Regions from separate parts of the Mus musculus genome. Here all the other regions are linked to region 1. A link is a contact called in public ChIA-PET, HiChIP or PLAC-seq, Micro-C and promoter capture Hi-C data. All regions are on one chromosome and are shown on one strand. The core of a region is the stretch at or near the end of the contact, and the rest is flanking DNA. Distances in the headings are between cores, read along the strand shown. Region 1 holds the start of Cdc42ep3 (CDC42 effector protein (Rho GTPase binding) 3). Region 2 has its middle 60 kb from the start of Atl2. Region 3 holds the start of Prkd3 (protein kinase D3). Region 4 holds the start of Qpct (glutaminyl-peptide cyclotransferase (glutaminyl cyclase)). Region 5 has its middle 42 kb from the start of Qpct. Region 6 holds the start of Rmdn2 (regulator of microtubule dynamics 2).

What was found. Promoter capture Hi-C pulls out the DNA fragments that hold promoters and counts their contacts. A called contact is a pair of places that touch in the nucleus more often than the background predicts. ChIA-PET counts read pairs in DNA pulled down with a chosen protein or histone mark. HiChIP or PLAC-seq counts read pairs in DNA pulled down with a chosen protein or histone mark. Capture Hi-C pulls out chosen DNA fragments and counts their contacts.
Region 2: an HNF4G HiChIP or PLAC-seq map of pancreatic cancer cells shows a contact between it and region 1. The contact joins the enhancer-like site here to the promoter of Cdc42ep3 in region 1. A contact is called at or near these places in 6 of 39 promoter capture datasets (the 3T3-L1 cell line, 3T3-L1-derived adipocytes, the HPC-7 cell line and 2 more), 10 of 484 Hi-C or Micro-C datasets (the C2C12 cell line, cortical neurons, embryonic fibroblasts and 4 more), 5 of 115 datasets of contacts at active chromatin or transcription factors (the NIH/3T3 cell line, bone marrow-derived macrophages, embryonic forebrain and 2 more) and 1 of 9 other capture datasets (adipose tissue).
Region 3: a contact with region 1 is called in a promoter capture Hi-C map of the SN4741 cell line, with 4 times the contacts expected there. The contact joins the promoter of Prkd3 here to the promoter of Cdc42ep3 in region 1. A contact is called at or near these places in 15 of 39 promoter capture datasets (the 3T3-L1 cell line, the C10 cell line, the HPC-7 cell line and 8 more), 4 of 484 Hi-C or Micro-C datasets (bone marrow-derived macrophages, embryonic stem cells and nephron progenitors), 5 of 115 datasets of contacts at active chromatin or transcription factors (bone marrow-derived macrophages, craniofacial prominence, effector CD8 T cells and 2 more) and 3 of 9 other capture datasets (adipose tissue, liver and macrophages).
Region 4: a promoter capture Hi-C map of liver shows a contact between it and region 1. The contact joins the promoter of Qpct here to the promoter of Cdc42ep3 in region 1. A contact is called at or near these places in 5 of 39 promoter capture datasets (cranial neural crest, embryonic stem cells, neural stem cells and 1 more), 5 of 115 datasets of contacts at active chromatin or transcription factors (bone marrow-derived macrophages and embryonic stem cells) and 3 of 9 other capture datasets (adipose tissue, liver and macrophages).
Region 5: a contact with region 1 is called in an RNA polymerase II ChIA-PET map of effector CD8 T cells, with 17 read pairs. The contact joins the enhancer-like site here to the promoter of Cdc42ep3 in region 1. A contact is called at or near these places in 13 of 39 promoter capture datasets (the 3T3-L1 cell line, 3T3-L1-derived adipocytes, the C10 cell line and 7 more), 10 of 484 Hi-C or Micro-C datasets (B cells, the BV-2 cell line, CD4 T cells and 6 more), 9 of 115 datasets of contacts at active chromatin or transcription factors (effector CD8 T cells, embryonic forebrain, embryonic limb bud and 5 more) and 3 of 9 other capture datasets (adipose tissue, liver and pancreatic islet).
Region 6: a contact with region 1 is called in a Micro-C map of embryonic stem cells, with 5 times the contacts expected there. The contact joins the promoter of Rmdn2 here to the promoter of Cdc42ep3 in region 1. A contact is called at or near these places in 1 of 39 promoter capture datasets (embryonic stem cells), 3 of 484 Hi-C or Micro-C datasets (CD4 T cells and embryonic stem cells), 3 of 115 datasets of contacts at active chromatin or transcription factors (effector CD8 T cells, memory CD8 T cells and pancreatic cancer cells) and 4 of 9 other capture datasets (adipose tissue, liver, macrophages and 1 more).

Annotation. Positions count from the first base shown.
Region 1 is chr17:79,352,915-79,357,623 of GRCm38.p6, forward strand. Cdc42ep3 (CDC42 effector protein (Rho GTPase binding) 3) reads right to left here and starts at 2,177. Exons shown (of 2, transcript NM_026514.3): 1 at 1,903-2,177. It overlaps Gm17315 (predicted gene, 17315), which reads left to right and starts at 1,785. Exons shown (of 2, transcript NR_165822.1): 1 at 1,785-2,090; 2 at 2,911-4,709.
Region 2 is chr17:79,833,358-79,838,066 of GRCm38.p6, forward strand. No RefSeq gene overlaps it. Among named protein-coding and RNA genes, the nearest start is that of Atl2, 60 kb to the right of the region's middle. Within about 2 kb of position 2,739, at least 63 of the 459 cell types and tissues checked have an H3K27ac peak or open chromatin away from gene starts, as enhancers often do. A contact at or near this core is called in the C2C12 cell line, the NIH/3T3 cell line, adipose tissue and 3 more, where this site is marked.
Region 3 is chr17:79,018,405-79,023,113 of GRCm38.p6, forward strand. Prkd3 (protein kinase D3) reads right to left here and starts at 2,412. Exons shown (of 19, transcript NM_001171004.1): 1 at 2,281-2,412.
Region 4 is chr17:79,050,057-79,054,765 of GRCm38.p6, forward strand. Qpct (glutaminyl-peptide cyclotransferase (glutaminyl cyclase)) reads left to right here and starts at 1,850. Exons shown (of 7, transcript NM_027455.3): 1 at 1,850-2,332. The coding sequence starts at 2,210.
Region 5 is chr17:79,091,402-79,096,110 of GRCm38.p6, forward strand. No RefSeq gene overlaps it. Among named protein-coding and RNA genes, the nearest start is that of Qpct, 42 kb to the left of the region's middle. Within about 2 kb of position 2,085, at least 29 of the 459 cell types and tissues checked have an H3K27ac peak or open chromatin away from gene starts, as enhancers often do. A contact at or near this core is called in DN3 thymocytes, Th1 cells, effector CD8 T cells and 1 more, where this site is marked.
Region 6 is chr17:79,612,799-79,617,507 of GRCm38.p6, forward strand. Rmdn2 (regulator of microtubule dynamics 2) reads left to right here and starts at 2,419. Exons shown (of 11, transcript NM_001368314.1): 1 at 2,419-2,570.

The DNA of each region.
Region 1 (4,709 bases), core at 927-3,426:
GCAGACTTTCAGGGTGCAGATTAGGGGGGTGGGAAGGAGCTCATCTTACTTCATGTCTTCAGGGGGCTGCCACAGCCTCGGCACCATGTTCCAATCATGGAATTCAGAATGCAAATCTCTAGCAGATGAGACGGCTGGAAAACAGAAACTGCCACAGACCCAGAAGGCTTCCAAAGTTCTCCTCTAAACATCATCTGAGAGCCCAGGGGCTGTGAGCCCCGAGACTGGTAGCCCCGTCTTCCAACCATGGGTGAGGCCTCCTGGAAAACCTAGGCACTTCCAGATGGACTGTCAACCATTCCTTGAATATAGATCTTAATCCTTTATCTCACACGTTACATCGCTAGACATTTCATAACGGCCTTATGGCCGAGTCCTTCATTCTGAAAAAGGTGTTTGTGTATACTGACATCTAAACTGTCCATCAAATCACAGTGGTGGAGGTATCTACAACTGTCCAGAAGTTGTACTCCCTAGCTCAGTTGTTAGTTGAAAGATCTTTTATAAGTCAGACCATTACAGGAGTCTTTTAATGGACTTAGGGGTGCCCCTGGGGCATCCTGGCTGCTTCCTGGGGAGGCTTATTTCTCCCTGTGATGTTAAGGGGGAGTTCCCAAGTCTGGGTCTACTATTAAAGCAGGGACATCTGCTACCCTCCTAATATTTTCAAGGCGGCACCCCTCCTCCACCCCCTCCCAGAACTCGAGGATACTGGGAGGGCTACAAGCTGCCAGGGTGAGGAAGCAGCAGAAGGAATCTTTGTCTCCCCAACACATCCATCAGTTCCCTCCCCAGAGCCCCCACTACACACTGCACACAATCAGCAGCCCACTCCCCGCAAACGCACCAAGGCTGCAAAGATTCAGGCTCCAGTCCCTGCCTGACATTCCTCTTCCCACCCTCCTTTTAATTCACTCACTTTTTTTTTTTTAAACAAAATGTAATTACTTGACTGTCAGCCGGGGCTGCACTCTGGGGCTTTAACTCCTTTCAACACAGATGTGCGCCCAGCTTTGATGCCGCTGTACTCGCAGCTTGTCCCAGCCACAGCCGGCTCGGTAATGTAACATTCAAGTGCATATTTATTTTTAAACTGACCTCTCCTAGACGGTGCAGTATAAAGCAGGTCCTGCCAAAAAATATGCTACTTTCTATTTATAAGATGAAACACATGCCTTCCCTCCCAAAGGCGAGAGCGGGGTGGAGTATAATAATTCATAAAGAAAAAAACTGACTGGCCGGATCCATTCGTCCTCGCATGGCTGTGTCAAGATACTTAGTGAGAAGGAAGAGAAAAGAAGAGGAAGAAGAGCAATAGCAGGAGGAAGAGGAGGAGGAGAGGCAGGAGGAGAAGGAGAGGGGAAGGAGGAGGAAGAGGGAGTAAAGATCTTGTAAACGCTTCAGTTGTTCAGAAACCGCAGTCGAGAAAGAAAAAAAAAATTTTTTTCCCCCAACTGCCAGATCTGCAGGTTGGAGCCTCAGCTACAATGTGCTGCCTCTGTCAGTTCGGAAACTGCCAAGCTGCGCGGTGCACTCTCGCGCCGCGCCGCATCGGTGCAAACACACAACTAGAGGGCCGCGGTAGCCAAGTGCGGTTTGTTCTGCTGGAAAAACGCAACACGCGCCCAGAATGGCTGTCAATGGCCTGGAGGGGGCCGTGCTGACTGCAGCCCCACCCTAAAGAAGTAGGTGGCAGAGCTCCGCGTCCTGATCCCCCCTCCCGGACGTCAAGCATGATGTCCCCTTTGATCCTCTAAACATCAGCTCAACCAGGCGGTGCGGTAGATTATCCTCGCACCCTCTAAGTCTTCCAAGGCCACCATCTGCACTAGCTGGAAGGGGGCTTAGGTTGAGGGTCGGACAGTCTTACAGGTGGAGAGACAGCCTGGGTCACACACTCACCAGCAGTCTCTAAGGCTCCTAGCTTCTGCCCGGAGGGCCGGGCGTCGGCCCGGGTCGCCTCCCGAGGGCGCAACAGTCCTCGCTGGTGCGCGCAGAACCAGAGGGGCGGCAACGGTTCACCGCAGAATCTGCTCCGGGACTGCGCGCGGCGTCTCCCGGGAGGCAGCCGCTGCGGAACTGGGTTGTCGGTGAGCGTCCCGCTGCTGTGCTCCCAGCGGCAGTTGGAAGCGCCCGCGACACTGTGCGCGCGGCTGCCGGACGCCGGGCCTCAACCTGCCGAGGGCGGGGCGCAGGACGCAGGGCGGGGCCGGCGCGGGGCGGGGCGGGGCTGTGAGGCCAGGGCAGGGCGGGGAGAAGGGTGCGGGCCGACCTGGACCGTCCCTCCGTTGTACCTGTCCCCCACCTCCCCACCACCCCCAGACCCGCAGGACTGGAGGCGAGGCTGCGGACTCTTGGAGGACAAAGGCTACCCACTGTCACCTCCCAGTTCCACCCCTTCCCAGTGGTGGCTTCTCTCAGAGGCAATGCCGGCTGGGGCTCCCTCAGGCACAAAGAAAAGTGGCGGGGTGCTCCCTTTAAAGAGGGGACCCCAGAGCGTTGCTGTCCGTACGGTGCGGGAGAACAATGGGACTCCGCCCGCACCCGGGACCCTCGTGCTCACCCTCGTGTCCCCGCCTTTCCCTGTCCTACCTAACCCACCTAGCAGTGCGGGGCTTCGCAGCGGAGGAAGGGGACCTGCGCGGGGAAGAAGGGCCACCTGACCGGGTCGCCGCAGCGCGGCCGCAGCTCCCTGGGGACCCCCTGGCAGCTGTAGCTCTCGGGAGGGAAAAGGAGGGTCGCGTGCTGTCAACGTGCAGCCGGCTCCCCTTGCAAGCTGTCGCCAAAACCTGGAGCGCGGATCTGACGCGCGGGAGACGCGGGGTGGAGGCTGAGAGCCTGCGGGACGCAGAGAAACGCAGACGCAGCAGGTTTTTCCTGTCGGGAGGGTGACGTCTCCTCCCCCTCCAGGTCTGTCAGAGATTGACCTAAAGCTGCGGAAGCGGGTGGCGGCTCTCCGGGACGCTCTGCGAGGCGGCGCAAGTGGCGCAGCTGCTGCTGCTCCGGACCGTAAAATTCCGCCCGTGGCGACACCTGCACCTGTCGGTCACCCAGCCAGGGCCTCAGGACGACCCGCCCCTCTGTCCCTGGACCTCTGTAGGAACCCAGAGAATTAATGTTAATTGTCTTAATTGGTCGCCCTCTCTTCCTTCTCCCTTAGTCCGCCAGGTTGGAGACAGGAAAAGGTGGTGTTTTCCGGCGTTGATGTCCCCCGCCGGCTTGGTTGACCTGGAAAAGGAGCTAGAACCCCGAGTAGTCGCACGCTCCAGGTCTGGCCCCAACCCTGGGACTCTCAGGTTGCCTGGAAATCCTGGCACAAAGCAGAGCCCCTCCTGGAGACCTTGGCTTCCCTGGGCGCTATCGGGGTCATCACAAGGGTGCCCCCAATCTGAATCGCTCTGAAACCTTAGACCGGGTGCACTTTAAGCCCAGGTCCTAAACCACGGTCGACGTTAAGATGAATTTAAAAAGGAAGCGGACACAACTGTTGGGGAAAGCAAAATACTTGGGTGGAGTGTTAAAAGCCTCAAAGAAAATAATAGTTGGCAGGTTAAACGGCCATGAGGTCGGAAGTCAAATACAAAACCGCAGAAGTGATACCAGAATTTTGACAAGCAAAACAGTCGGTGAAGATAAGGGACCCGGCACTGTTTCCCTTCTCCGAATGACCGACTGCTCCGAAGTTGCCTTTGGCAGATACCTGGGTTCCACTCCGAATTCCTCAGAGTTTTACTTGGGGTTCATATTTCAAAATATATGTTCCATTTGGCACTAATGTATATATTTTATATATGAATTTATTGAAAAATATTAAATGTTACTGGCCTAGTTAGATAAAGGTATTTTTATAAATATTTATGCACAGCTTTCATTACATATGGTATTTTTAAAAGTACAAATATGCATGTATATACATTTATGAAATGCTGTATGAAAATTCCTTTTTTACGCATAAAAGCATTCCTTACACATATGTCATGTGTGTGATTTTTAAAATTCGTTCTATTGTTAGCTGCCATTAAATGCAGTCCATTTCCACGTGTCTAAGTAAATAATTTCTTTTACAGTTTGTGCAAACATAGGGTGGCAGGTGGCTATAAGTTAAAACTTTTATGCCAAAACTCTGTTTTCATTCTTATGAGCTGTTTCTGTTTCACGTAGAGGTGGTTTCTTTCTATATGAGGTTTTAAACAAGTCTTTACCATTGAGCCCTAGACAGTGCATGTGTAACCTACCTCTTCAAGGGTTTCTGGTAGTGCTGACTTGATCCATCCTGGCTTCCCTGAGGCTGTGTTATTTTATTTGTGCTGAACACCTTCAGTGAGGAAAAAAGCCCTCATGTTGCGAATTTTCTTTCCAAATGAGTTCATTTCCTGATTTAGTCATGGCAGCCTTTTGGTTCCGTGGGTTTAGATTTTGTTAACTTCAGGAGGCTCTCCTGCTAAGCAGAAAGGAAAACTTCGCTTCGTGACGACTGAGACTTCTGAGACTGTATTTCAGAGAGGGTTAGCCTTGGGAAAAAATCAGTGGGAATCTTGGAAGTCTAGGACTAATAGCTATAGCACGCAGGGCCTACGGATGAGTCCCTATCATCTCTTTGACTTCCCACTGAAGCTAGACTAGTGTTGGTTTCCCCTAGGATGGAGTAGGGAGAACTGTCACGTGGCTTCTGTTCATGGCTGCCTTGCCAATACTTGCTCTCACTTGTC
Region 2 (4,709 bases), core at 1,489-3,988, 480 kb after region 1:
GCCATAGAAACCCTAACCAAGAGAGATGCTGCGGGTGGCACAAATCTCAGCGCCTTGCTGGCATCCCGAGGGTGGGGCATGGGCTGCTTGTTCCACCTTCCTGTCTCAGTGGCAGACATGGGTGGTCGCGGAGCATTCGAGAGTGCCAAGAAGGCACACGTGAGGATCTAGCAAGCAATCTCAAGTACTCACAAGGACTTAACTGTGTGGTAACTGGTGACTCTGATAACCTAGTTTAACTGAGATTATAGTGTGCCAAAAAAACTTAAATGTCTTTTCTGAAAAATCACAAAAGCATAAAAGAAAAAAAATTCTCCCTTTCCTCAGAAAGGTGGGAACACAGACTTGTAGTCTTTGATAGAGAACAGATGTGAAGTAACTCTGCCCTTTTTATAAGGTTTATTTTTTATGCGTATAAGTGTTTGCCTGTGTATATGTCTGTGTAACACATATGTGGCTGGTACCCAGAGAAGTCATTAGATTCCTTGGAACTGGAGTTACAAGTGGTTAAGAGCCTCAAACCAGATCAAAGACTCATTGTGATGAACATTTGTAAGTAAAGATGTGTGGACAAAATGGTATACTGATACACTGCAGCTTCCATGATGAATTTTTTTTTTTTTGCTTATTTGTTTTCTTTTGGGGGGTGGGCAGTTGCAAGGGCAGGGGATGGATATGGAGGGATGGGGGATGAATGGGATTGGGGTGCATAATATGAAGTATACAAGGAATAAAAAGATTTTTTAAAGTTGGAACAAGAAGAGTAGGGGGTGGGATCTAGAAGAAAGTGGGCCCTAAACCTTTGTCCCATGAAACCACTATGGAAGTTTCAGGAGAATTTAGCTCTGTGATGTGACTGAAATCAGTCTTATGTTATCTCCAACTTTATGCTTTTTCTTTGGAATTACTTTAGTGGTTCAGAGACTTTTGTGCTTGTAAACAAAATTTGTCCAACAGTGTTTTGATGGTTTCATTGAATCTGTTGATTGTTTTAGGTGTGTAATTATTAAAAACAATATTTATTCTTTCAATATGTAAATATGCAAAAATAAACGTGGCTGGGGAGAAAATTAAAGAAAAGGGGGCACTGCAAGGGAAGGAACAGGATGCAGATTTAACCAAAACATGTTGTATGTGTGGATGATATTATGAAATAATAAAACATATTAAGCCGGGCGTGGTGGCACACGCCTTTAATCCCAGCACTCGGGAGGCAGAGGCAGGTGGATTTCTGAGTTCGAGGCTAGTCGGGTCTACAGAGTGAGTTTCAGGACAGCCAGGGCTATACAGAGATACCCTGTCTTGAAAAACCAAAAAAACAAAACAAAACATATTATAAAGACTAAAATGTCATAAGAAACGTCTCCAGTGTGATTGATGCATGCTAGAGAGGAGAGAAAACTGCATAGATCAGTGTCAGAGTGCTCTTCCTTGCTTCTAGCAGAAGCACAGCACACAAAGCTTAGTCATAATGGAACTTTAATAGAAGGATGCTGGAACACACACATTTAAACACACACATACAAACTCACACACATCAACTTAAACCACACACACACTTAGTCACACAATCATACACACTCACACACATATACACACTCACACAGTTGCACACACAAAAAATATACATACAGTTACACCAACATACATACACACTCACACACATTTGCACACACCAACATAATCACACACATATTCACTCACATACTCACACAGTCTCTCATACACACACATTTAGACACTCACACACACTCACATACACACATACACATTCACACACACTCATATACATTCTCACGCAGTCACACACACTCATACACTCAATCACAATCACACACTCACATACACACTCACACACACCAACATACTCACACTCACTCACACACCCATACACATACACTCACACACACACACACACACATATACTCAGATACACACAGTCACACACATTCACATGCATATATACATACACACACTCAGTACCTAAACCTAGGTCTCCATGCCACAAGGACACTTCTTTCTCTGACTCCTTTGACATTCTCTTCAAACAGGTTTTCTTCCTGTGACTGACAGCAGCCTCTAGCAGCCCTTGACCCCCATCCTCTCCACTCCCCCGCATAAGATGCCTTCATCACCAGCTCTTCATAAAACCAACTGAGGAAAGGCATCTAACAGGACAGGATTTTGTCACATGTCCTGTCCTTAAACCAACCACTGCAACCAGAGGAGTGGGGTACTATGCCCACCTCTGGCCAAGGCCATGGAGTCATGGAGTTTGCAACCCTTAATAATCACAAAGAAGGAGACTAGGAACAAGTGCCCCTGCGCCAGCCAAATAGGTGCTTCTGTTAGATTAATGGCAGTTATTGGTGCAGGATCTCATTTAAGTAGAGGCTGTCTTGGAAGCCAGGCCTCAACCCAGTGGAATGTTTCCAGTGAATCCAAGTTCATTAATGAAGACTGAAGAAGGGAGAATCTTGCAGAGTCCACAGAGAACCTCAGAAGATGACTTCTTCCTTTCCTCCCACACAACGAGAACTGAAAGCCAGGCATTTGTGTGTGTTGCTTCTCCTTTTAGGTTTAATTCAACGTGAGAGGACTCTGAGCCTTAAGCAAGTGAGCAAGGGAAAGTCTGTTCGTTGTGTGGGTAATAAATAAATAACGTCTCTCTCTGAGAGATGTGATGCTCGACTCCACTGAGCCACTTGGTAACAGCCATCTGACATTACAGAAGCTTTTCCTGTGAGACCACAAATATCTAAGCCATTTCCCTTTTCAGATGACTCCAGCTAATGGCTTTCTGTGCTATTAGTGGAACATATCCAACAATCTTTGATTTGTGGTTGTTTGATTGGGCCCTGAAAGGAGAGGCTGTTTCCTTGCAAGGAGGGATAATTGCCTGGGAATTCTTCAGAGTGATATCATTCCTGTGGAGTTGGAGGGGACATCAATTTTCTTGACACTGAGAATGTTTGGGGGGGGGGGGGGCAAGGACTTTTGAATCTCATCACACAAACCCAAAGCCACAGCTTAGCAGGTCAATCCAAATAACTTTAAGCAAAATGTCAGCCTTCAGACTGTGTCTAGGTCAAGTGATGTGTGTGTGTGTGTATGTGTGTGTGTATGTGTGTGTATGTGTGTGTATGTGTGTGTGTGTATGTGTATGTGTGTGTGTGTATGTGTGTGTGTGTATGTGTGTGTCTGTGTGTGTCTGTGTGTGTATGTGTGTGTATGTGTGTGTATGTGTGTGGTGTGTTTGTGTGTGTGTGTGTGTGTGTGTGTGTGTGTGTGTGTGTGTGTGTATGCAGGAGGGGTGAGGAGTATCCATATGTGGAATGTATTTGTTCATGGTGTGACAACCTATGGTGCCAGTCCTCAGGTGCCCTCCACCTTTTGTCTCTCAGTGGCCTGGAACTCGACATGGGCCAGGCTAGTTGGCTCTTAATCCTGGAGATTCCCCCTGTCTCTGCTTCCTATATCACAGTATTTGGATCACAGGTGTGCTCCATACATGTTTTAAAAAATAAAAATAATAAAAACTTTGGATTCTGGAGATCCAAATTCAAGTCTTCAACTTGTAAGGCAAATACGTTACCAACTGAACCATCTCCCCAACCCTCTGCCTCTGAATTCTGAATCCTTCCCAGTCGCTGTGGTGCAGTCCGAGTGGAAAGAGGGCACCACACACTCCTCATTGACAGGAGAGAAGACAACAGTTTGAACCGGACAGTTGCAAGAAGAGCCACGTGCTTATGGTCCCACTTTAGGAGTCTTTGACACCATCTGCTCCAAAGGAAATGACCCTAACGATCATCGCTGTCTGATTGATGCTTCCAAGGCCCCAGCAGGAAGGACACCATTTGTTTTGATGCTGGGAACCTATCTTGCTTTTGAAAGCATAACAGCCAAAGGTTATCTTGGGCACAGAAGGGACTTTTTGTCCTTGATGAGATTTTTTTCTTTCGGAATAATTTGAGATTTGCAGGAAGGCTGCTGATACAGTGCAGAGAGTTTCTGTGTGCCTGCCGTCTACTGCTGGTCACAGCTGTCACTACCTTTGTCAGAATGGACAAGTAGAGGTTTGCATGGATGCTGTTGAGATACCTTGGGTTTCCCATTGATGCCCCAGAACCTCATACTCTTCAAGTCTCAACTTCTTAATCTCAGCCAGTCTGGGACACATTCTAACATTCCTCATTTGCCACAGTCTTCATGGCTTTAAAGGGCCCTGGTCCAGTGTTTGGTAGGAGGTTCCTCTGTCCTTTGGTCTGAATCTGTCAGACTAGGGCTGTGAGGTTTTCTGGAAGAGGTGCCTGGGACAGTTTACTTTTAGAGTGCGGGTAACTCAAAAGTTAACAGCTTGCTTTAAAACCAAATCCCCCTTTGTCTCTTCCAGCCTGTTTTTAATGATGTCATATGCTGATTTTGTGATGAATTTTTCCAATTCAATTTCTAACTCCTTTAAAGAGTGGGCCCCAGGCCTCTGCAGGAGCCACAGGTGGGTAAGCAGGTGGCTTCTTCTAGAACAGTGGGTCTCAACCTTCCTAATGCTGCCACCCTTTCATACAGCTCCTTGTGTTGTGGTGACCCCAACCATAAAATTATTTTTGTTGCTACTCCATAACTGTAATTTTGCTACTGTTCTGAATTATAATGTTAATAGCTGGTATGTCCAGTGGTCTCAGGCTACCCTTGTGAAAGGGTTGCTC
Region 3 (4,709 bases), core at 1,162-3,661, 330 kb before region 1:
AGAAACATTCCCTCAGATTAATAGAAGACTGTCTTTCTAAGAGCTTAGCACTCTGCTAAATTGTTCCTTCTACAAGTCTACTTCTCCGGGTAGCGGTTCACTCTCTGCCCTTCCACCGTGTTGGAGAACAGAGAGAGGGCACACCAGGCAGCTTCTCTGCGCAGGCACTGAGAGGTGTATCCAGGTACCGGCACATCAGTCTGGCAAAGCAATACGAAGCTATGGATAAGCTTGATATATCTTCAGCCCTGCACCCGTAGTTTCTAAGAAATCTGATTGGCTAATTGCCAAAGCACAATTCTCATGTGCAGCCACTGTAAGTTCACCACACGAGCAGAGAAAATGTTTTATCTACATCGAAATTAAAACTAAAACATTTCTTAAGTACCACATCCCAGTTTTTCCTTTTAAAATGACTGCTTCAAAGAGGCAAGTTCTGTTTGAATTACATAACCCAAGAGACTCAAGAGATGTGATTATTAAATCCAATTATGTGCCTAATCAAATTATATGTAAGTAATTATACATCAAATCCTGAATGAGTGTCTTTAAAAACAAGCAGTGAACTCCGCTATGGTTAGTATTTTTGCCAACTTTAGAATTCTGTTGAAAACTGTCTGTCCCTTCTGTGGAAAGTACACTTTAACAACTCTCTTTCCCTCTATCTTTATGTATGAGGTGTTTTCAACTCCTCTGACTTTTAAAGTTTAACTTACTGTGGCTTTTGGTGTGTATAGCAGTGTTTAGATGACAAACAACACAAAAACAGAAAGAAATGTCTATTTTAAACAGGTCATCTGATAAAATAGCTTATACAATGTGCAAGATTAAAGGCTCATGGCTATAAAACCTCTTTAAGGGATTGGTGAGGGGGTAGGGGGTACTAGAGAGAGTGAGGGGTAGGGCATCAGAATGTATGAAACTGCCAAACACATTTAAGAAAAATTCTTTTAGTCTTAACAGTCCTGAAATGTGAACTGCCCTGGCTTATCAAAGATGCCTCCAAACCCATATTCTCAGGCCCATGACATTTATAAACCTATCCTATGAAGCAAAACCTATTGTAACGGTTCCCGTGAGACGTTTTAAAAATAATATATTTGCAAAAACTTGAAACAACTTTCTGGCTAAACTGCTGTTTTATCCCACCCCAGATTATAACTGGGAGAGGAAATGTTCTTCTAGAGCAAATGTTACTCAGAACTGAGTCTGGCAACTTCAGGGATGCTTTCTTGAAGCAAATCCGTAGGCTTGTCTACCCGCCTGGCATTAAAAGTTTAAACTCCAGCTGAACAAAATCAAAACTGCTAAAACTGCAACATCAGGTACAGAGTAAAAGTAACTTTTTAGTGTAATAACGTTTTTCTAGGACATGGATGAAAGTATCTCAAACTGTTGCTTCATTTGTGCCTACAGGTTTTAAAGGCCCTGTCCTACAAAGTAGTACTTCATGTTGAAACTTATCCTCTTTAATCAAAGATGACACCGATAGTCATATTTCCTGTGGGGACGGGCGTGGTTGAAGGGACAGTTACATCCATGCCATCAATCTGTGTACGGAAAAGTCTGCAGGTCGCCTGTAGCCTGATTTATATTCGTGCTTGCTGACAGCACGGCCTATACTTCTGATTTCGACGATGTGAACTAAAATACCCGACACGCAATCAAGTAATGTCGTGTGTGCTCATTATTATTATTATTATTATTACTATTTTATTGCTCCACACTCGCGGATGTTTCAACTCAGGGCGAAGCTCCCCCAGGGAATGAGAACGACTTGGAGCGAGGCTGCAACAGGCAAGCCTAAAGGCAGTCAGGAAACTGGGGTCACTATCCTCCAAACCCCGGATACTCGCCCCTTCCAGCCCCAGGACCAGGAAAAGTGCAGCAAAGAACCGGGAAGGCTCACTGCACCGTGCCGCCGGCGGCAGGATTAGTTGGCGGGGCTCGGGAGAAAGCGGGTCCCCGAGGGCCAGGGCGCGGTGGGTCACCAGCAGCAGCCGCGCGACTCCAACTTGGCCTCGGCGCGGACCGCGGAACTTGGCCGCGCCGGCGCCCCCGGCCGCCCGCGGAGCACCGCCCCGACTTCCCGCCCAGCCGCGGCCGCCGCCCAGCCCCGCGCGGGTCCGAGTCCCGCCGCCGTCGCCGCGGCCGCCGCATGCGGTGGGGGAGGGGCCGCGCCACCTCAGCCCGACGGGTCGGGAGAACAAAGCGGCAGCGGCGGCGGCGGCGCGAACTTTTTTCGGTGTCTGCTCCGCGCTCCCTCCAGCGACTACTTACAGAGGCGGGCTCGGCTGTTCTGGAGAAAGTCGGCGCGCGCCAGCGTCCGCGTCCCGGAGCAGGAGCCAGCGAGGCTTCACGCGCCTCGCACGAACCCGCCCGCCCGCGCCCCTTCCTCCTGCCCTCCCTCCCGTCCCGTCTCGAGGCCGGAGGGCGGGGGGCCGGGGCGCGCGGGCGGGGGCGCGCGGCCCGCGCGGGGCCTGCCGGGAGCTGTAGTTCCCCGCCGCGCGCGGTTGGTGGGTCTGGCTCCGAGGGGGCGCGCGGAGGCTCTGCAAACCCGCAGAGGTCCCCACCGGGCGCTCGGAGCGCGGGCTTGAGCGCGACTGGAAGGACGCGCTGTACTCGAACCTCTCACTTTGCTGTCCCCCTAGGCGGGCGCTGGCAGTCGGTGACAAGAGGTGACCACCTGAACGCAGCGTCCAGAGTGGAGGACCCTCCTTTCCAAAGTTGTCCCTTTCGGCGTTCCCGGGGGCAGCTGTCACCCAACACCCAGAGCTACACAGACACAGTCCTTCACCGGCGCCACAGCAAAACTTGGAGACGCCGCTTGCACGTGCCTGTGTTTCCTCTTGTGCACCTTAACACTGGTGCGTTGCCCTCTCTACCAAAAGAGCGGTCGACAGTCATGGAACCTCAGAGAGAAGAAGCCCTGTGTGTTAAATTATAAATAGTTGATGAAAGAGAAACATCTGCGCGGTACAGTCACTGACACAAAAACTAGATAGTTCTTCCACGTCGACGTTTTATATCTTCAAAGTAAAATATATTGTCATAAAGGCCACTCGTCTGGATGCAGAAAGCGGGGTGGGGGGCAGCTTTTGAGAACATAGGGGAGAATTAATCTGGGTACAGAATCTGTAATATTAATGGATAGTCCTGGATTTGAAATAAGTGAGACCTCTCCCTGCCCCCCCAGGGATAGAAATGGGAGACCGAACCCACTCACAAGGTCACTGAAGAGCTAAAGCACTGACCATACTACTAGCTGCAGCCTCGTCTCCTAGGGAGTGAGGCTTTTAAAACAAAACTGTGTATAATCTTTTTCTACAGGGAGCGTTAAGGGGTGGGAGGACATTTCGGACATTTCTCTGGAATCGGAAACTGCCAACATCCACTAAAATCTAAATCTGATTACATCTTTGTTCTTAAAGTCTTACCCAGACACCACTCACACTAATGCAGGCAACCCTAACTAAACAAAAAAGGTGTCAAAGGAAAGGGCCCAGTTCAGAAGGGGCTCAATTGAGTAGGGTATGGGTTGTGAATATGATCAAAATGGTGGTGGTGGAGGGCAGGGAGCGAGGGAGGGAGGAGAGGGAGAGAGACAGAGACTCTTTAAATATATTTTGTGATTCTTTTACTTTAAGATTAAAAGCAGATTCATTCCAGTGTACCCTCTTCTTAAGCGTTCCCTTGCCTAACTGCTCTCTTCTTTCTTTCTTTCTTTCTTTCTTTCTTTCTTTCTTTCTTTCTTTCTTTCTTTCTTTCTTTCTTTCTTTCTTTCTTTCTTTCTTTCTTTCTTTCTTTCTTTCTTTCTTTCTTTCTCTCTTTCTCTCTTTCTCTCTTTCTCTCTTTCTCTCTTTCTCTCTTTCTCTCTTTCTTTCTTTCTTTCTCTCTTTCTCTCTTCTTCACAATAGATGTTTTGGCCCAGCCAGGAATATCTTCTCTCAGCAAGACTCGCAGGATCTCATCAGAGCAATTTGCATTCAGTTTGAACCAACTCTAGACTTCCATTTTCTGCTGTGGCCCTTAAGAAACAGTTACTTTTCATAGGTGTAACTTTCTCAAAGAACTAAACTGCTGCTCTACAGAGATTTAAGTGTTTATGCGAAATACATACTTTACACATAAATATTTCATTGAGCTGAATTCTCACTGTTTCGCTTTTGAATTCCTTTCTCTAGTTAAATCTTTCAACAGGTCGTTTGAGGCTACTGTCTTCTCACCTGAAATCTTGCCTTTCCTGAACATAAGCCACAATTTTCCTGCATGTTCTCTTCTGTCCTAAGGGATGAACATTGGTTTTCTTAAGGAGTGTTCATTATCCCTAAGAGAACTACAGTCTGAATGTTCAATGAATGTTCAAGACTTCTCGGGTTGTTTTTTTTTTTTTTTTTTTTGGTTTGGTTTTGTTTTTAATGGAAACAGGAGTTTGTATCTTCTCCTTCACTGGCTTTGGTTGTAAATCTTCCTGTCCTCACGTTTAATGTCCCCTCTTGTCCTTAATGAGATAATCATTTACATGTGTGAACCTAATACAAGCAAAGAGGGTCGGTGTGGTTATGAGTTGAGAGAGCAGAGCTTCCTGATTTAGAATCCTAAATGCAGAAAACCACCACTTGCTGAGGACTTGCTAGAGGAAGTAGCCATTATTTTAAAACTTCAGCTGGGTTTGATTTATTGTACATGGCTACTGGAAACTCATTTTG
Region 4 (4,709 bases), core at 600-3,099, 300 kb before region 1:
AGGTACCCCGGGGCTCGAGTGGAGCGGAAGGGACTTGTGCCCCAGGTTAGGTCCGGGTAGTCTGCTTCCCTAATTACCACAGTCTCAGGTTCCGCGTGATTGGATTGGGGCAGGCGCTGTGTTCCACTCACCAGAGGTCTTAGGATCCCATGGGGAATCCTGTGTGAGGCCCAGATAATATTTAAACTGCCACTCAAACCCCAGACCTGAATAGTTATAGCAAAGAGATACTTTCATTCTGTTTTCCCTTGCAGCTCCAGACGGGGGCAGGACAGTGTGTGTGTTTCCAGCTCTTATTAAAACACCTAGTAGCCAAGCCTAGGAAGGGGTGTGTGTGTGTCTGTGTGTGTGTCTCTGTGTGCCTCTGTGTGTGTGTGTGTGTGTGTGTGTGTGTGTTTGTGTTTCTGAAAGATTTCAAAACCCTTAACTTTGGTCTTTAGAAAATAATTCTGTGTGTCTTTGTCTTTGTTCTGATTTTTCTAGGAATTCCGTGTAGCTGGGAGCTGACTTGGGGCAGAAGAAACTCATATCCTCACTGTGGAAGAAGAAACCACTTTCACAATTTAGGCCAGAAACCTATGAACTAAATATACCCTTTCCCCGGTTTTTCTTTTCTGCAGTGCTGAGAATTGAAACCGAGGTTTAAAGTACCCTACCACTGAACTACCCTGTCAGCTCTGATTGCCCCCCACCCCCCACTTCTCCTGCAGTCCTGAGGACTATACACATGTGCTTTACATGAGACCCAGATCTAGTCAGCTTATTTGCTTGTTTTTATTTGTAAGATGGGATTATCTAGATAATAATGATTTATGATGCAAAAAAAAACCCCACAAAACTCCAAAAACCAAAAAACCTAGCCCCTAGGGTTGCCTGCAGGAGATGGTTTTTAGTATTACCCTCTCCATATCATAATCCAAGGACATGCACTGTATCCCTTATATAGAAATGCCATAAATTTACATATAAAATGAACATCTTCCCATAGACTTTAAATCATTCCTAATTTGCTTATAATGTTTGATGACATGCAATAAGTATTACATTCTTTAAAGAATATGGTGTGTGGGTGTGGATGTTCGTGTACAGCACTGATACAAACCCCGTTGCTTTTGATTTGTGGTTGGTTGACTGCCCAGTGAAAAGGCTGGTGGAAGAAGAGGACTCCCTAAAATTTTACTTGGGCTTTTCCTTTTAGAGACAGTCATAAGAAATAATTACTTTTGGGACAACTGTAATATTTTAAATCTCACATATTTCAGTAATTATTTCAACCTTACCTGTCAGTTTGGGCATACAGTGGGCTGTCTCTTAAAGGAAAGATAACTATTTTCGAGAAAAGGGACACAAGATAAAAATGGTAGCTTCTAGAGTGGCGGTTCTCAACCTGCGGATCTAACAACCCTCTCGCAGGGGTCACAGATCAGATAGATAGCCTGCATATCAGATAGTCACATTACAATTCATAGCAGTAGTAAAAACTGCAATTATGAAGTAGCAACGAAAATAATTGTATGGTTGAGGATCACCACAACATGAGGAATTGTATTAAAGGGTCTGAGCATTAGGGAGGCTGAGAACCACTGTTCTAGAGCGAACACTTTTCCCAGAACCTTCCAGTCCAGCGCCCCCTTCCTCTAGGTCTCAGACCACCTAGAACCTGGGACGGTGCCTTGTACAGAGCATTGCACAAATATTGATTTTGTCTGAGTGTCATGGTGAATAGGTGCAGAAAACCACTTATAGCCCCCAGGGCCTGGTAAACTCTTTTCGTATCTATGGACTACAGGAAGGCTTTTCCTTGTCCTTCCTTCCTTCCTTCCTTCCTTCCTTCCTTCCTTCCTTCCTTCCTTCCTTCCTTCCTTCCTTCCTTCCTTCCTTCCTTCCTTCTTTCCTCCCTCTCTCTCCCTCCCTCCCTCCCTTCCTTTTTTCCCTCCATCCTTTCTAAAATAAGGAAGTGTTTTCTTTGTCCCTTGGATTCCAAAGCTCCTGTCACCCAGGGAAGCTCAGTCCCCTGGCTTCCAGGCTTCTGGGAGAGGACTGCTGGTTTGTGCTTGCGCTGCACAGCGGGAGGCCACAGGAGGCGACTGGGAGGCAGACACAATCAATCCAGGGGTGGAGAAGGGAGAAGGCAGGGCGACCGGCGCGCGTTCCCGGGCTCGTGACCGCTGGCGGCCCCGGGAATCCACGCCCACACACTCTTGCAGAGATGGCAGGCAGCGAAGACAAGCTCGTCGTGGGCACTCTCCACCTGCTGCTACTGCAGGCGACCGTCCTGTCTCTGACAGCTGGGAATCTGAGTCTGGTCTCCGCTGCCTGGACGCAGGAGAAGGTGAGGGGCCACTGCTGCGTTCTGAACTTGAGTGGCGTTGGAGGGTGCCAGGACCTGGGACTCGGCCACCTTCTCTTGGACTAGCGGGAGGCGGGTCAGGGATGCTGTCCCCCTGCTCAGGCACCAAGTCCTCACCCAACTCCTGGGAACCAGTGCTCTCTCTCCCAAGTCTGGGCGCCAGGGCTGGTCTCGGGGCTGCGCTAGTGTCGCCTGGGGGCTGAGTGATGTCACCCGCCTCCCTTTGGCTGCGCTCTGATGGGGGGTGGTGGTGCTGCTGATAGGCACAGGAAGTATGTCTCGCTGGCTGTGCAAGAACAGGGACATGGGGGCGCCACTGCCCAATCGCGACCCGCGAGCTCCGCGCTCCCCGCGCTTGCTCCTGGATGCCTAGACCGCGCGTCTAGGGGTGTCCCCATGGATGCCCAACTACAGCATTCAAGGATGCTACATGGGGATTGAGTTTCCTGGTGGACTCAGCGCCAGCATATTGTTAAATATTTAAAAGAGACGCACGCTGTTTTCAGATAAATGAATTCAGTTGTGGAAATCTCATTTAAGGAATTCAGAATAAAAATGATTTGCCAAGTCGCTTTGTGTGAAGAAAATAGATTCACAATTACTTCCTTTTCTTGTGCAACAGTTTTGAAATCATGAAATTGCTACGAGCTGTGCAAACGATGACGGTTTGGGAATAAAATGGCATGTCTTTAAAGAAACTAGGAAAAGCATCAGTCTAGGGATAGAACCTTGCGCGCGACATTACTAAACAAGTACTTTAAGTGCTTTTAGCGTTTCTGCACGTCCAACATGCTCATTCCCAGCTAGTTTCATGCACTAGTGTATGAATGGCCCACTTCAGGTGAGCTCAAGCATAGCCAACTTCTTTTCAGGACTCACAACAGATCCCCATTTACACGGGGAGTCTGGAGTGGGTGTGGGAAGTCAACACCGTACAACTTCAGTCTCTCCAGAATGAGTCAAACGGCTTCCCCCAGAGGCTGGGAAGTACTTCTCAAGCCGTTGAGTAGAATCCTCTCCTGCACTGCTTTGGGGTACCTGGGAGGTCAAGCACCGAGAAGGGACTTTAAAACCAGAGTGTCGCACAAGGCCAAATGTGTCTTTAAAACGTATTTTAATGGATGAGAAATATTGTCAGGGGCTGAGCTCCACTCGGGGTCTGTCTGTGGGCAGGTGTAGCAGCCAGGGTTGTTTCTAGGTGGGAGAACATCCTGTGATTCTTTTTCTTTAAGAGAAAATTTCCTTTTTATTGATTCGTCTCTCATATATTAATCCCTACTGCAATTTCCCCTCCCTCTGCTCCCCTCTTTCCTTCTGGATTCACTCTCTCCTCCACCTCTCCTCAGAAAAGAGCAGGCCTCCTAGGGATGTTAACCAAACAGGACGTTACAACCTACATTAGGACCAGGCACACATTCTCACATCAAGGCTGGATGAGGCAACCCAGTAATGGGAAGAGGGTCCCAAAGTCAGGCAAAAGAATCGGAGACAGCTCCTGCTCCCACTGTTAGGAATCCCCCAAGAACACCAGGCTACATAACTGTAACATGTATGTGGAGGACCCAGGTCAGACTCCTACAGGCTCTCTGATCTCTGAACCCACTTGAGTTCTGGTCAGTTGATTCCGAGAGCCGTGTTCTTGTGGTATTCTCAAAATGTTTTAAACTAAATTCAGATTTAACTTTTGAGAAATGTCTTAAGAAGCTTCTAACAGTTGTTTTACTGGGAAAACAAACACTCTCAAATGGCAGGAGTGGATGACAGTCAGCCATGACGTCTCTCAGTTAATAGCTCCTCCTGCTTTCCTAGTTTTAAAGGTCTCCATAAAGTCTTCTGGGCAGCCAGCTACACTTTACAGCCTGGGAGATGAATCAGCCTATACTCAAATGTGCCTTCCTGCCTTTTATGACATTTGACTGTTTTAATCAGACAAGGCACAGTCTTGGTATACTGGTCTGCCAACAGGAGAAGTACGATAACGAGAGCATCAGTTCTGAAATCCATTGCCTTGTTTAGAAATAGAGGCGTGTCTCTTGGAGTAGCATCCGCTGTGTGAAAGCACATCGACCCTAGTTTATGGCTGTCGTTAGAACCACGCTTCAGTGATTCGAAGCCTAGAAACCATTCATAGAAACAAATGACTACACCTCCGACGGGGCCCACGTATGTGTGTATGCGGAAGGGTGTTGACACGAAGGTACCAGTTGTCAGATAGATAGAACCACGTCATGTGAATCTCACGGTACCGGGAAAGAGTGTGCTTATCGCCATTTATAAAGTGGAAATCAGGAACCCTGGTCTTCCCAGTTCTGCTTTATTTTCTCCTTTTTTAAAGGTAGATAAATGCTGGCTGGCTGAG
Region 5 (4,709 bases), core at 835-3,334, 260 kb before region 1:
TTCATTTGGCCTTGAACTCACTGTGTAGGTGAGACCTTGGACTTTTGGCTATCCTATTTCCACCTGATATTACAGGCGGAGGTTATAGACACACTCCCTTGCAGGTAATTACTAAGGCGCTGGGGATGGAACATCAAGGCTTCTGGTACGTTAGGCAAGTACTCTGTCAGCTGAGCTACCTCCCTATCGGGAACAAATATTTACTGAGTGATGATTCTGTGCGACAGAAAATGCTAGATGTACTTCACATGTGTTCACCAACGCAATCCTCATGTCACCTCAAGAGATAGGTGGTATCATTACCGTTATTTTATGGTGCATAGAATAGTTAAGTATATTCTTCAAAATCATGGAACCAGTATATGGCCACAGTGGAATATGAACCCAGACGTTTAGAATCTGACCTTAAAGCTCACACACATTCTGTGGTCTAGAACTTTCCACAATATTGTTCATGTTAGATAAAGTGACAGCTGCATGTTGAACATTTCACAGGGCATTCTCTCAGCCTGGGTCACATTTCCCAAACCCTTTGTGGCTAAGACTCACTTCACAGTGTTAGCCATCAAAGGCATGTCATCTCTGCAGATTTATTTCCCTGCCACACCTAAGGCTATTTTTGCATCAGCCTGAGCACAAACTGATATCAACTCTAGTGGCTCCAGGACTGGGAAATCTAAGCCACAAAGCAGGATTAAAGGAAGCAGAGTTTTCCAGATTAATTTTTTAAAAAAGAAATATGACAGAAAAATAGTTAAAAGGAGTTTGTGGAAGATAACATTTTTTTTTAACATCAGAAAATAAATCGTTGCGTTGATGGTTCGTGGTTTAAGCAATAACAGGCAGCAGGAAAATAAGTCTCACCAGGAATCTGAATGATAGCTGGCATTGCTGTGTGCAGAATTATAAACTGAAGTGATTAAGCTCCTTTTAAGGCAGAGTGAAATTAATAGGAGATCTACTATAATCTGTTGAGTTGGCATTCATGGAATTATTTTAGAGGGGGTTGGAGGATATGTTGAAATGGGATACGGGAGAGCAAACACTTAAGCAGCTTAACGCAGCGAAGGCTTGCTTCCTTGCTTTGAACTGTTTTACTTCACCAAGAGTCTATGTGAATCTAAGAGGAGCAATCATGAGGTCATAAAGAGAGACACTTGGGGCAGGGATATGTTTTGTGTCATCCATGCCAGTCAGAAACGTTACTTTTTGAGAAACACAGCTGTCACGGAAGTGCTACATACACACTATCCTGGGTTTGGAATTTTAAAATGTGCATTTCGGAACATTTTACAACCCTTAGCGGAACAATTTGTATGTTTTGCCTACGAGTGTTATATATATGGCTATTTTTCTGCTTCAAGAGAAGTGAGTTCAAAGGAAAATATCCATAAAAGTGTATTCATAACTTTGGTATCTAAAAAAAAAAAAACCACGAGCCTGTTATTGTAGCTTGAGGGCTGTTGCTGGTGGAGAAAAGACAGATCCTTACAGTGGAGAAATGTTTTAGACAGAAACCAGTTGCCAGAAGAACAAAGCAGACCATGTTTGCAGCCTGGGCTCCAGCTCCTTAAACAGTGTATTTTGTGAAGCTTCTTTCAGGCATCAAAGAAACGCATTGATCACGGTGCTCCAGCAGAAATCATGTGAAAAGCTGATCATTTGCCCCACCAAACCAACTGGAAATTCATTTACTTAAAGGGGCTATGGACAGGGTTCTTGATTCTTTCATCCTTTAATATGAGAATTGGTTATATTCTGCTCTGATGAAGAGAACATCTGAGTCCCTTTGGACGATCTAAACCTGGGGAATGAAGGTACAGAGATCACGGGAATCAAGGGAAAATGAGGGAAACCATTCAGTAACTTAAAGCCAAGGTGATGTGGGCTGTTACATGCATTTTCTATCCACAAAGGCATGGGTATTCTTCACACTCAGGCTGCCTGTCTATGTGAGGTTTCAAAGATGAAGGTAAGAAAATTGAGGTTTCTCTCAGTTTCGGGGTTACTGTCTATATAGCCTGAAACTCTAAGAGTAGTTTTGAAGTGGTTTAACTTATTTCCGTCTTAAGCTTTACTGCTCTGACACCCACGGTTTATCTTTCAGCCTTCAGAAAGTAAAATGATTGTTCTGCTGCATGAAGCAGAAGCCATGGTATAAAGTCACTGTCACAGGGAGGAGAGATGTTGGTTAGCTAATTGTGTAGAAGGGTGGTAGCAGATACTCCTCAAATCCTCTTACCCATGAAAACTTGCTCTAGAATTCTGGCAATACATCTAACAGCAATAATTTGTGACAGTTTTGAAACAGGCTGGATGAAAGGACTGCCTGTCGTGGCTGAATCCCTCAGCCTCAATTTGGTTGGCATGCTCACGCAATGTGAAGTCACTGGATTGTGCTCATATTTCAAAGGCAACACATGGAACATGGCCCAACTTCCTGATATATACAAATTTGCCAGTGGAGAGTTTAGACTATTTGAGAATCAATATTAAGATCACATACTTGCCAAGAAGAGAAAGCAAAGTAGCTTAAAGCAAAACCTAGCCCCTTCCCCCCCCAAAAAAACCTCAACGTTACAAACACTATGCAAGTAGCAAAAGTAAAATTTAAAACTGATAAAATATGAACAACATCACTTATAAGTAACCCAGGAAATGCTTCTGCCTCTCACCCACTTAACACTGCTGGCACAAAAGGTCCTTGGCACGCATGGATTTAATAGTTGTGGGTTTGGCTAAGCAAGACTGACATGTTGTGATTTATGTTACTGGACCAATCGATGTAGAGATGGCGACTGAGGGAGCTGACTCCCAGCCATCGATTTTACTGCTGTTCCTATGATGCCTGCAGGAGCATTTGGGCTCCTTTCCTTGTTAAAAATCTATCTCACATCTATCTCCCAAACTAGATGATCTTGCTAGAGACAAGAAGTGTAGAACAATGATAGATGCATGCATTAGGTATGTAACTCATCTTCATCTTCTACTGATAGAAGGACTAATGGTATTAAACTCACCGAGAAGAATCTCAGTTTTATTTCTTTTTAGTGAGACTAATTATATAAAACAAAGGTAGTTAAGCATCTAACGAACTCTTTTAAGGATGCTAATGAAAGCAACTTGTTGTCATCCTTTTTGATAGGCTTACTTATGATGTTGTTGTTATTATTCTCCTTTTCTAAATACATAGAAATTAGAGCATTCTCTGTCAATGCTATGATTGAATTTTAAGGACTTGAATTTATCGATATATGACAGAGCTACTTTTAGGTTGGTTATAAAAGCATCAGAAAAAGCTTCCAGAGTGTTTTCATCTTGAGAAAGAAGCACTTGGGTAGGGAATCTCTCTCTCTCTCTCTCTCTCTCTCTCTCTCTCTCTCTCTCTCCCTCTCTCTCTCTTTCTCTCTCTCTCTCCCCCCCTCTCTCTTCCTTTTCTTTCTCCCTCTCTTCCTCTCCCCCCTTTCTGTATGTGTTGGAACATGAAGGTATTTGACTATATAGGACAATTTGCACAAGAAGGAATTTTTCTATCTCTATGCATCATCTCATGACATCATCAATAAGGAAAGTTGACTAGTTTTCAACATTCTAATTTTAGAGGTTTAAAAATGTAGGACTCTGAAGAGTGTACCCAGAAAGGTGAACTTCCCTGCCACCAGAAGTCAACAGTGATGGAGGAGACATTGTCCAGACACCATTTCTAGTCTGGTAGACTAGAAAGCTGAAGACTGAGGTCAGTCAGCTCAGGAGGGAAAGATTTGTTGACTATGAGAGTTTTAGTCCAGAAGTTCTGTTCAAATTCCTAGTTCATTCAGTATTTTGTCTCTTAACTTCAAAAACACCTATTTTGATAGCATCCCTCAGATGTTCATAAATATTATCAAGCTGATGTAGAGTAACCTGGGTCATCCATCAAGGTCATTGTCAGACCATGGCAGGGGCAGAGCTGAGTTGATATCATTAGTCAGGGATTGAATCTGACTTTGTCGAAGCTGAAAACTGGCCTTAGAGATCATCAACACCACAATTTTTGACTTCAGCTTTTGGATTTTTTTATTCTACATTCTTACCTTTCCTTCAGCAGTGCAGTGTGCTCCAAATTGGACTTAACCAAGACTGAAGAAGGCTCTGGTTTCTCCAGCCGCTGCCCAAAGGTGACACAGCTTGGACATACAGACCTTTAATAAAACACTTAAATAGATGAGCTATATGAAGATACCAAGGCTTAGCTGCTGACCTCCCTCCAACTGTCTGCTCCGAGGAGCAGCATTTCCAGAAGAGACAGATATGGAGACCCTGGTGCAAAGCTGGACACCTTGGAAACACCCCTTGCATTTTCTTTCCTCTCTTTCCTCCTCGGCTTCCTACTCCTTTCACTTTTACTTCCCTGAAACTGCACCTTCTCTTTTAAGCATTAGCCTTAAGTTTTCTTCTTACACTTTGGTTTCTAAGGAAACCAAACCTGCTAGGCAGTTCCTCTTTTTAAAAACTAAAGTATAATTACATTATTTTCCTATTCCTCCTCTAATCCCTCCCAGGTTCTCCTCTACTCATTTTCAGATTGATGGCCTTTTCTTTGATTTTATCTCTCTGTGTCCTGTCTGTCTATCTATCTATCTATCTATCTATCTATCTATCTATCTATCTATCTATCTATCTATCTATCTATACATACATACATATATATGTCTCTCTCTCTCTCTCTC
Region 6 (4,709 bases), core at 1,169-3,668, 260 kb after region 1:
CTTGATTTTACCTCTAGAGCTGGTGGTGTGGCTTGGACATACTTTTCCCCCTTTCAAGATTTCAGTGTCATCACCAGTAATGTTATTTATCTCACTAGATTTTTTATAAGAGGACAGAATAAGAGAGCACATTTAAAGAATTAAGCCAGAGGAGCTTGAGAGACAGTTCAGCCCTTAAGAGCACTGGCTACTCTTCGATTGAACCCAGAGCCAATTCCCAGCATCCACCTGGTTGCTCACAACCACCTGTATATCCAGCTCCAGGTGACCCAACCCCCTCTTCTAGCCTGTGTAGACAAGGCACACACACTGTACACAAACACGCACGCAGGCAAAACATCCATAAACATAAAATAAAAATCAATAAATCTTTAAAAGAATGAAGCCAGAGAACTGGGAATAAGACTCATCAGACCCTTTCCCTTTCTGCGGAACATTTCCTTCAAGCTCTCTGAGAAATGCGGGTGAGTTTGCTGTTTGGAAACAGGAGTTGGAGACTTCATAACTGAACTGAAGGACTGACAGTTCAGCACTGTTCACAATGAAGTTGAGACTAAAAAACTTTATAGGTGAATGGGAAAAAATCATGGAATGTGGGTTCTAATAGTTGACTGCTATCAATCCTTGAGTTTTACAATAAAATTCCTATCAAATTCTTGACAAAAGGAAAAGTGATTCAGGCCAAGGAAACAGACAGGACACTTAATTGTCTTCAAACCAAACAGTTTGTTTCCCTCAATGGATGTCACAGGTGATTAAGGAATTAGAACTCAGAAACACAAAAGGCACAGGCAAGCAGTAATTATGTCGTAGGGACCAGCGTAGGCTGAAAGCAGCAGGAGGTTTAGACTTCCTTAAACTATTTTTTGTTTGTTTGTTTGTTTTTTGTTTTTTCCAAGACAGGGTTTCTCTGTGAAGCCCTGGCTGTCCTGGAACTCACTCTGTAGACCAGGCTGGCCTCGATCCGCCTGCCTCTGCCTCCCAAGTGCTGGGATTAAAGGCGTGCGCCGCCACGCCCGGCTACTTCCTTAAACTCTTTATCCTTTCATGCATAAACTTTTTTTTTTTTTAATTATATGTAAGTACACTGTAGCTGTCCTCAGACACTCCAGAAGAGGGAGTCAGATCTCATTACGGATGGTTGTGAGCCACCATGTGGTTGCTGGGATTTGAACTTCGGACCTTCGGAAGAGCAGTCGAGTGCTCTTACCTGCTGAGCCATCTCACCAGCCCTCGTGCATAAACTTTTAAAGCACAAATGAACCCCGAGGGACAAGGAATGTGTCCAATAGCTTCTCAAGGGAAAGAGATCAAGGTTGGTGGATTTACCAAGACTAGTATAACCCAGTATGAAAGGAACACCATGTAAGAAGAGATGCCGGGTGGTTTGTTTACAGAGGAGAATGACTAGAGACCGGTCCTGTGAGGGTGTGCTGGGCCATGTCTCCAGCTCCAGCATGCTGTGCTTTTAGTAAAATGGCAGAAGCTAGGTTGTAATAAACTTGATTTCACACTAGGAAGTAAAAATTCTATAATGTGAAATTGTTTTCTTCAATTTCCTTCAGTAAAGAATAGTATATTGTACAATCAATCAACCCTGATTCTTTTTACAGCGGTTTGGTTCTTATGTTTTTGATAAACAGGGGTGCATCCATTTTTAATTCTATTCAGTTCATTGATGGGAACTTTAGTAATTAAGACTGTTCTCAGCCGGGCAGTGGTGACGCACGCCTTTAGTCCCAGCACTTGGGAGGCAGAGGCAGGCGGATTTCTGAGTTCCAGGCCAGCCTTGTCTACAGAGTGAGTTCCAGGACAACCAGGGCTATATAGAGAAACCCTATATTGACCCTCCCCCCAAAAGACTGTTCTCATCAAGTCAAAAGTTTAAGTCAACCATGCTCCAAGTGAGAGCTTTACAGAGGGGCATTTAAGCAGTTTTTTAAAAGTTTGACAGAATTATCATTACACAATCTGCAGAGCGTGATGCTGTGCAAACCTTCAACACCAGCCACCTGAATCCAAGAAGACTGGTTTTGAACTGAAAGCAACTCAAAACAGCAGGGGACAAAGAGGCTGGGAATTTGGTTCATAGAACATCAAAGTGAGTTGAAGTCAGGAAAACCAGATGATGGTGCAAGAAGTCTGCGTTTGACTGAAGGAAGGTTAAAAGTTGTGCCGTGGGGGTGGAGGTGAGCTAAGGGCGGGGAGGCCTTGGAAGCCATCGGTGGCAGGGATGGCCCAGTGGATGCGCCGGGTGGAGGGGGGCAGTTGCCTCCGAGGCGGCCTGCGGGGCGCTCTGCGGGGCTCAGCTTTCCGGGTCGAGAGAAGCAGGCCCGGAGCCCGGGGCTGAGCAGTGCTGGCGGCCGGAGGAGGCGGGAGCCCCGGGCCGCTAGCGGCTCCTCCCCCGGCGCCTCCGTTATCTGGGTCAGACACGAAGGCCACCACGCAGGACCTTGGGACCCGCAGGCTGCACAGGGTTCCACTCGGCCATCCTCTCCTGGCTCGCCCGCTCGCCCGCGGGTCCCGGTTCCCTGGCTCCAGCCCCAGAGAAGCCTGCGCAACGACTCCGGGTGCGTACCTAGCCAGGGAAGGGGTACCTGGGCGGGCTGGGCTCGGCAGCCCGGGTCCGACGGGCGGTGGGGCGTGTGGAAGAAGGCGGCGGCACTTCCGGCGGCTGCTCCACTTCCGGGTCGCGGCCTGCCGCCTGGTGACCTGGGGCTGCGGGCACTCCTGGCACCATCCTAGAGGAGCCTGCGCCCTGGAGAGGTGGCTTCCTGACCCCCGAGCCCAGGCGACCACCGGAGGCGGGCACCGCGCCTCTGCTCCTGCCTCAGGCTCGCGCCAACCTTGTTCTCTTTGCGTGCCCCCCAACTAAAAAAGAAAAAAATTTTGATTGTCTGCCCTTTTTTATACAAACATGGAAACTAGACTAACAGCACTACTACTAACATTTGCAAATAAGTTGAATACTAAAAGGCTCCAAATTTAAATTATAGATGAGGAAATGCATGAAAGTCTGATGGAGTGTTAGAATTCAATGGTAAAGTACTTGCATCGCTGAATACATGATAGCCCCAAGAACTCCGTCCGAATGTTGCCTTCCGAAGCTTGAAACTTAAAGCTGATTTGTAAGGCATGTTGCTTGACCCTCTTGGTCGTTTTCGTTCCTCTTGTTTATGGGTTCGAGCTCTTTATGCCTTCCCCTTATCCCAAGGACCAGCTGATGAATTCGTATGAATGTTTCTTAGGAGCTCGTTCTAAACATTCAAGTTACTTTAAGAACATTAATGTCTAGAGGTAAAACTAAGACATGAACGCAATGTTTTCTTTTAAAAGCATTGTGTGTCCTAGTTCCCTTGGAAGTCAACATTTCATTGTTTCACTAGGTGACTCGCTGCTAATAACCTTTGGTTGTGTACTGTATTAATTTTAGGTCATTTATGCAAACATAATAGCTATCCTTTTTCATCGTAAGTGATTTATAACTGGAAGTTTGTAAACTAATAATGTTTTGCTTCCAAAATGCAAACTTGCATCTTAAAATGAGTTGTAAAGTCTGCTCAATAAATTTTAGTTGCCTTATCTGTACTCAGGACAAGAGTATACTACTATAGTCAAGAGTCTAAAAACAATTTAAGTAATTTTATACAACCTTTTAAAGTACACCGTAGGCAAGCAGATTCTGATTTCCAACTTTTATAGTTTTCCTTGTTCATCCGTGTCATATTTCCGATTATTGACACAAAAGCACACTCCAAGTTACTTCTTGTTTGTGCCTTACTATTTTTATTCAGGGTTTTCAAGTCACTGACATAGAAGCACATAGAAGCATAAATTCACACACTCTGACCTATATGTTTCTAGTGGTGAGATTTTTTTTTAAACAAATGCCATATCTAGTGAGTCTATTCTTTGTTAATGTTCATGGTTTTGACGCCTTAGTTCACCTCTAACCATCTCTGCTCTGTCAGCATTCTGTCTGTCCTTGCTTGATGCTTTCTCATTCTGCATGCCGCTGGCTAGATGTCTCTAGGATTTACGAAACAGGAAGCCAGAGGTAACCTTTCTCACTTCTTGAATCTGATAACCCTCTGGGTAGATTACAGCAGTTTGTCTGAAAAATAATAATGGCACTATTGTCTTGAACTACTTCAAAGAGATCATTTGGAGCCGGTGTAGAACCCCAAAAAAGGTAAAAGTTTGGCTGCTTCTCATGTGTTTAAACCTGATTCTGTCTTGGGGATAAGGTCTTTCTCCTGGTGGATTTTTACTTCTGTTTATTTACTTATTAAATGAAAAAAAAAAAAAAAACCTTTCAGATCTTTCAGATGTGTGTGTGTGTGTGTGTGTGTGTGTGTGTGTGTGTGTTTCATAATGTAAAGTTCAAGGCTGGCCTACTAGGACTGGATCAAAGAATTAAATCAGCATAAGAAAATTCCTTATGGTAGACTTCTTTTGTTTTGTTTTTTGTTTCTGTTTTTTGTTTTTGTTTTTCTAGACAGGGTTTCTCTGTGTAGCCCTGGCCATCCTGGAACTCACTCTGTAGACCAGGCTGGCCTCAAACTCAGAAATACGCCTGCCTCTGCCTCCCAAGTGCAGGGATTAAAGGCGTGTGCCACCACTGCTCGGCCATGGTAGACTTCAAGATGGGCGTGTGGGCATTCTTCATTAAGGGTGGGATGGGGCTGGGGATAGAGAGAGAGAAGGCA